2 separate regions of the Mus musculus genome follow, and region 1 is linked to region 2. The links are chromatin contacts, called in public HiChIP or PLAC-seq maps. All regions are on one chromosome and are shown on one strand. Each heading gives the region's core, a stretch centred on a gene start, on an enhancer-like site or on the middle of the called end of the contact. The rest is flanking DNA. Distances are from core to core; before and after follow the strand shown.

The links. HiChIP or PLAC-seq counts read pairs in DNA pulled down with a chosen protein or histone mark.
Region 1: a CTCF HiChIP or PLAC-seq map of the NIH/3T3 cell line shows a contact between it and region 2, with 10 read pairs. The contact joins two enhancer-like sites. A contact is called at or near these places in 1 of 15 datasets of contacts at CTCF or cohesin (the NIH/3T3 cell line), 3 of 484 Hi-C or Micro-C datasets (epidermal suprabasal cells and nephron progenitors) and 3 of 115 datasets of contacts at active chromatin or transcription factors (embryonic stem cells, forebrain and stem cell-derived neural progenitor cells).

The regions. Positions count from the first base shown.
Region 1 is chr3:146,306,155-146,308,854 of GRCm38.p6, reverse strand. No RefSeq gene overlaps it. Among named protein-coding and RNA genes, the nearest start is that of Gm40167, 39 kb to the left of the region's middle. Within about 2 kb of position 1,389, at least 31 of the 459 cell types and tissues checked have an H3K27ac peak or open chromatin away from gene starts, as enhancers often do. A contact at or near this core is called in the NIH/3T3 cell line, where this site is marked.
Region 2 is chr3:146,224,180-146,226,879 of GRCm38.p6, reverse strand. All of the region lies in intron 1 of Lpar3 (lysophosphatidic acid receptor 3), which reads right to left. Among named protein-coding and RNA genes, the nearest start is that of Lpar3, 4.6 kb to the right of the region's middle. Within about 2 kb of position 1,284, at least 34 of the 459 cell types and tissues checked have an H3K27ac peak or open chromatin away from gene starts, as enhancers often do. A contact at or near this core is called in the NIH/3T3 cell line, where this site is marked.

The DNA.
Region 1 (2,700 bases), core at 140-2,639, 82 kb before region 2:
ACACCCATAAATCAAGCTCACAAATACGGCTTAAGTTTGAGAGAATTTCACTAGCTGTCCATGTGCAATAGAATTGTCATTTAAAAACAGACCATACACACAAGTTAGAATTTTAAATTTGCTACTCACACTATTAGCTGAAATTATCTTAAATATTCCAGGCATGCGAGATGCTAAATACAGATCTCTTCACACAAAGTCCTAATATGTAACAGGCTGGGTTCCTTGAACATTGTTGTGCTTGCATACGGGCTACTCCTCATAAGCTGTGTGGGAATATGTGATCCCAGCTAGACTTGCTGTTTGAGGAGATCACACAACCTTTAGGAGGTAGAATCCTATCAGAATCTGAAATCAAGGGCTACTGAGAGCCTGCCTCTTCTGGGGTTGTACAGGAAGGGTGGGGCTCCCCTGCAGGATGCTAGCACCCCTCCTTCTACCTTAGCTTGTTGCCACATCACTGGCCTCTCTGTCCCTGTCTCCATGCCACCTTTTCTCAGTGTGTCTTCTGTGTCTTACAAGATCATTTATCCTTGGATTTGAGGCTTATTTGTGTCTTAGTCTGGGTTTGTATTCCTGCACAAAACATCATGACCAAGAAACAAGCTGGGGAGGAAAGGGTTTATTCAGCTTACACTTCCATACTGCTGTTCACCACCAAAGGAAGTCAGGACTGAACTCACACAGGGCAGGAACTGAACTTGGAGGGGAAAGCTGATGCAGAGGTCATGGCTCAAAGTAGAGAGTGCTATGACTGGATCCTAAAGAGCTGCCCTGGGTGTAAGGAGGAGAGGGTAGATGTGGGAGGCTAATCAGAGGTTGTGTAGGAATCCAGGCAAAGTCAAAGATGAGAAAAGCTCAGAGTGGGGAGTAGCCAGGGATGTGGCAAAAACGGGTCAGATGCTCCTTCTACCAGAGAAATAAGAGAAGTGATTTGTTGGTGCTTCCGAGGTAGGGTGTAAGAAGAAGAAAAGCTGAGGCAGACACTACAGTGTTTGATGTGAGCACTGTGGAGGTTCGTGTGATCCCTGCCTGAAGCAGGGGGATAAACTGAACAGGTTTGGGGTGAGAGGAAATGTTTTCTAAATATCAGAGTGGAATTTCCCTATGGGGTGAAGTTTCAGAAGGAAAGGACTTGGCTCTAAGTATACAATTAGAGTTACCAACATGTAGAAGATACTTGAAGTCATGTGACTGGTTGAGATGGCCACAGAGTGTGAATAAGAAGAGAAGAATGGGCCAGAGGAAAAGCCTACCAACATTCAGATGTCACGGAGAGAAGAAAGCCAGTAAAGGAGACTTGGAAAAGACAGCCAAGAGAACACAGTGCCCTGGGAGCCAGGGACCTCTGCGGTCTGTATCCAGCACTGTGGAATGAAGTTTTGTCATGCCTGAGTGCTTTGTAACAGCACTAGCAACAGCTGTCATTTTCCTGTCAGCCCAGCAATCTCTCTGTGGCTACTATCGTCTTTACATTTTCTGTCTATAGCAGTATCAAATAAATTAAATAAGCTAAAAAAAAAACCCAATCAGTTAAAAAGATCAAAAGGTATGCCTTGGGATAGTAATAATTTTTGAAGTATACTGTAACTTATTTACATAATCTGCATATCGCCACATCATATGCAAATACGCTTGCAGCGATCGATTCTTAGCTACTTCAATAACAGTAATGAATTTAATATCAGACCCTGCAATCTATGCAAAGGCAATTCTTTTTTTTTTTTCCATTTTTTATTAGGTATTTAGCTCATTTACATTTCCAATGCTATACCAAAAGTCCCCCATATCCACCCACCCCCACTCCCCTGCCCACCCACTCCCCCTTTTTGGCCCTGGTGTTCCCCTGTACTGGGGCATATAAAGTTTGCAAGTCCAATGGGCCTCTCTTTCCAGTGATGGCCGACTAGGCCATCTTTTGATATATATGCAGCTAGAGTCAAGAGCTCCGGGGTACTGGTTAGTTCATAATGTTGTTCCGCCTATAGGGTTGCAGATCCCTTTAGCTCCTTGGCTACTTTCTCTAGCTCCTCCATTGGGAGCCCTATGATCCATCCATTAGCTGACTGTGAGCATCCACTTCTGTGTTTGCTAGGCCCCGGCATAGCAAAGGCAATTCTTAAGGCACTTTTTGATTGTCGTGAGTATGAAGAGAGAATTGTCCCGTGGTTTGGACAGGACGGAGAAGAGGTGTGCAGCCACCCCCTCCCTCCCCCGCTCCTATGAGTACTTCCTGGTGCAGTAACCAGCCCCCAGCCCCCAGCCCCCAGCCCCCAGCCCCCAGCTCTTCTTGAGTCTGATCTTTGTTTTCTTCTCGCCAGTGTCTTTCTGGGGACCAGCAAAGTGTCTGTCCTGTGGCAAATGTTCTAGATTTGCCCAATAGATAACTGAGCAGTGTAGGCTGCATCTGTGAGTGACTTCAGCTACTTTCTTTGATAAAACTGCTCAGACAAACACAAAAATTATACTTAAAAGCCCCATTTATATATCTAGTTGGTTGCATACATTAAAAAGAGTTGTTTTATTTTTATTTCTGTGGTTGTGTGTGTTTGCACATATGTGTGGGTCCCCTCAGAGGACAGAAGAGGGATTCAATCCCTCAGAGTTGGACTTGTAGGCCATTTGAGGCACCCGATGTGGGTGCAGGAAACTGATGCAGAGCATCTATAAGCTCTCAACCTCTGAGCCATATCTCCCTTA
Region 2 (2,700 bases), core at 35-2,534:
CCTAGAGATCAGCCACTCACTGGGATCACTGGGTGACTCCTCTCATCCCTGGCCATGCAAAGACATTTATAAAACTATAAATTCCCTCGGAAAGCCCGTAATAAGAGCACAGTAGGCTTTGGCTAGGGCTAATTCTGACCTCCTCCCAGAGAAACTCCAAGACATTTAGAGACACCGAATGACTAGGATGCACGCAGCACACAACACATGCAGGCCAGCACACAGGCATGGTCTGTAGTTGAGAGCCACGGAATCAGGGAGGGAGATGGACACAGAGAAGTCAGTCAGGGAAGGGTCCTTCATGACAGGGAGACTGGTTGCTCTAGGGAAACAAGAAGAAACATTCATGATAACAGCGATCCACTCTCCAATTGCCAGAGAAGCTCTCCACACACGCACAAAGGGAAAAGGAAGATTCTTCTTGGGTCTTACATAACAACTGTCATTTTATAGCACACGGCCAAATATTGAGGGGTGTGTGTGTTATAGAGGTGTGTGAGAGTTAGAGAAACCATCACAAGCCAGGCAACAAGGGGCACATAAGCTTGGCATATGTCTTCCAACTCTTCTCCCATTGCACACTGGATCACTGGGCTCATTCCCTTGTCATCCAGCAACCTTGTACTGTCCCCATCCCCACGGCCTCCCACCTATTGGGCATGGCTGAAGGCTATTCTCAGGAATATTGTAATGTGTAGGGGTAATTTGCCCAGAAGGCAGATTTTAGGTGCTTTTCACACACACGTTGAATACACACATGTGCACACACACATAACCCCACATGCATATACAACTCTATGAGATGAAAGTATGTTTGCTTAACTATAGACATTATTTTATGATGTACGTATGTGTATTGAGATAAGTATAACAAAATGTCACACCAAAACCTTAAATATGCACAGTTTTAAAGGAAGAAAATAACATCTACTAAAAGAAAGGATATACTAGTTTAGAGAAAGTACAAGGTGAACTGGCAAAAAAAGAAAGGGAGGGAAGGAGGGAGGGAGGAAGGGAGGGAGGGAGGGAGGGAGGGAGGGAGGGAGGGAGGGAGGAAAGGAGGAAGGAAGGAAGGAAGGAAGGAAGGCTCAATAAATGACAAAAACGCAAAACCAAGCACCACAGAATTTCCAGTGAGTTCAATATAAATATCAAGATAAACACAAACGTAAGATTTCAACTGAATACAAAAGGAGTCTCCAGAGTGTTTCCTACTGTGAGTGAGTGCAGGCTTGAGAAGGGGCATTCCTCCTCACAGGAGAATGCCAACTTACTCATGGAGGCGTGGTGGGAAGGATGAATCACCCCTGGCAACTCTCACAGACATGAATGACTCCTGCAGAAGCCATTGAGAGGTGCAAGACAACCCTCAATGTGGACGGTCAGTGAGGAAGAGCCCATGAACAGAGTCAAGAATCCTTCCCAATAAACAGTAATAAACTCAGAAATGAAAACAGGCTGGCTTAAGGTGGGACAACCCAGTAGACACAAAATAAAATGGTGATCAAGGTCACAAGCCCAGAGATGAGACAGGATGGCTGCACGCACCCTCTGTTGTAAGAGTCTGAGAATGGAGTTTTGTTCTGCAACACTTTCACTAGCTGTCAAGACTTGAGTCTTGAAGCGAAGCCAAGGGATTGCCTTAAAGTTTTACTCATAAAGCACTTTCACTTCTTTTACTAAGACTACACATTTGCTTGGAAGGCCTTTGGGCAACCCGGCATGCTTCTTCAAGACTATATGACATCCATATTCCATTTCCCTGCCACTGGCCAAGACATCCCTTTATAACGCCACAAGTCAGCAAATGGCTGAGTCAAAGCCAGGGCTAGAAGAACCCAGCCTAGCGTCTCAGGAACAATAGGGACATAAGACTGTCAGATGAGCAAACAGAGAACCCGCCTCACAATCTCAGGGAAGAATAAGGCTGGCTGTTCTGGTGGGTAGCATACAGCCTGTCATGTCTGATGAGGGGAGATAAGACCTGTGAGAATGGGACAGAGGGTAGGTAAACAGGACAAGTTAGGGGGCAGGAGTTACACAGCCAAACCAGAACAGGGAATAAAGAAGGAAGAGGACCGTGATGAGGAGGTGGCTACAACCCAGGATGTAGGAACCTTTCCCTTAGGCAAAACTACTCTCATGACTCCTGGTTCTGTGGAGTCTTTCTGACTGAAAGACATAAATCGCCAAGGACCAGGCTCTGGTCCTGCTATCACTTTGCAGAGTGAGCCTTAAAAACTCAAGGCATCAGGGGCCCGTTTTCATGTCTACCCTCTCTAAACGTCTGTTCCCATTCTCTTCCTGGCCTTAAGAGGGTAGCTATCTCCTGGGGTTCATCTACAATGAACTGAGAGGAAAGGTGAGGTGAACCGTGGTCCTTCACTTTAAAGAGTCTTGGAACTTTGCCCTGTGCCTCCTCTTGCATGTGGTTAGGTAATCTCGGTTCAGCAATTAACTTCCTATTCAGGGCAGTTTCTTAAGCTCTGCTTACAATTCCCAACCTGAAGTCTAATGTGACCTCAAAGAACAGAAGAGAGGCCAGGGGAGAGAGGGCAATGATGTCCACTTGGTCCTGAAGACACCCACAGGAATATTGTGATACTCACGTATCCAGCGGCTGAGTGAGTCGGCCTGGGATGGTCCACATCTGGATGCCGTGCCTCTTTAATTCCCTAGTACAAGGTCCCTCCCCAAGTA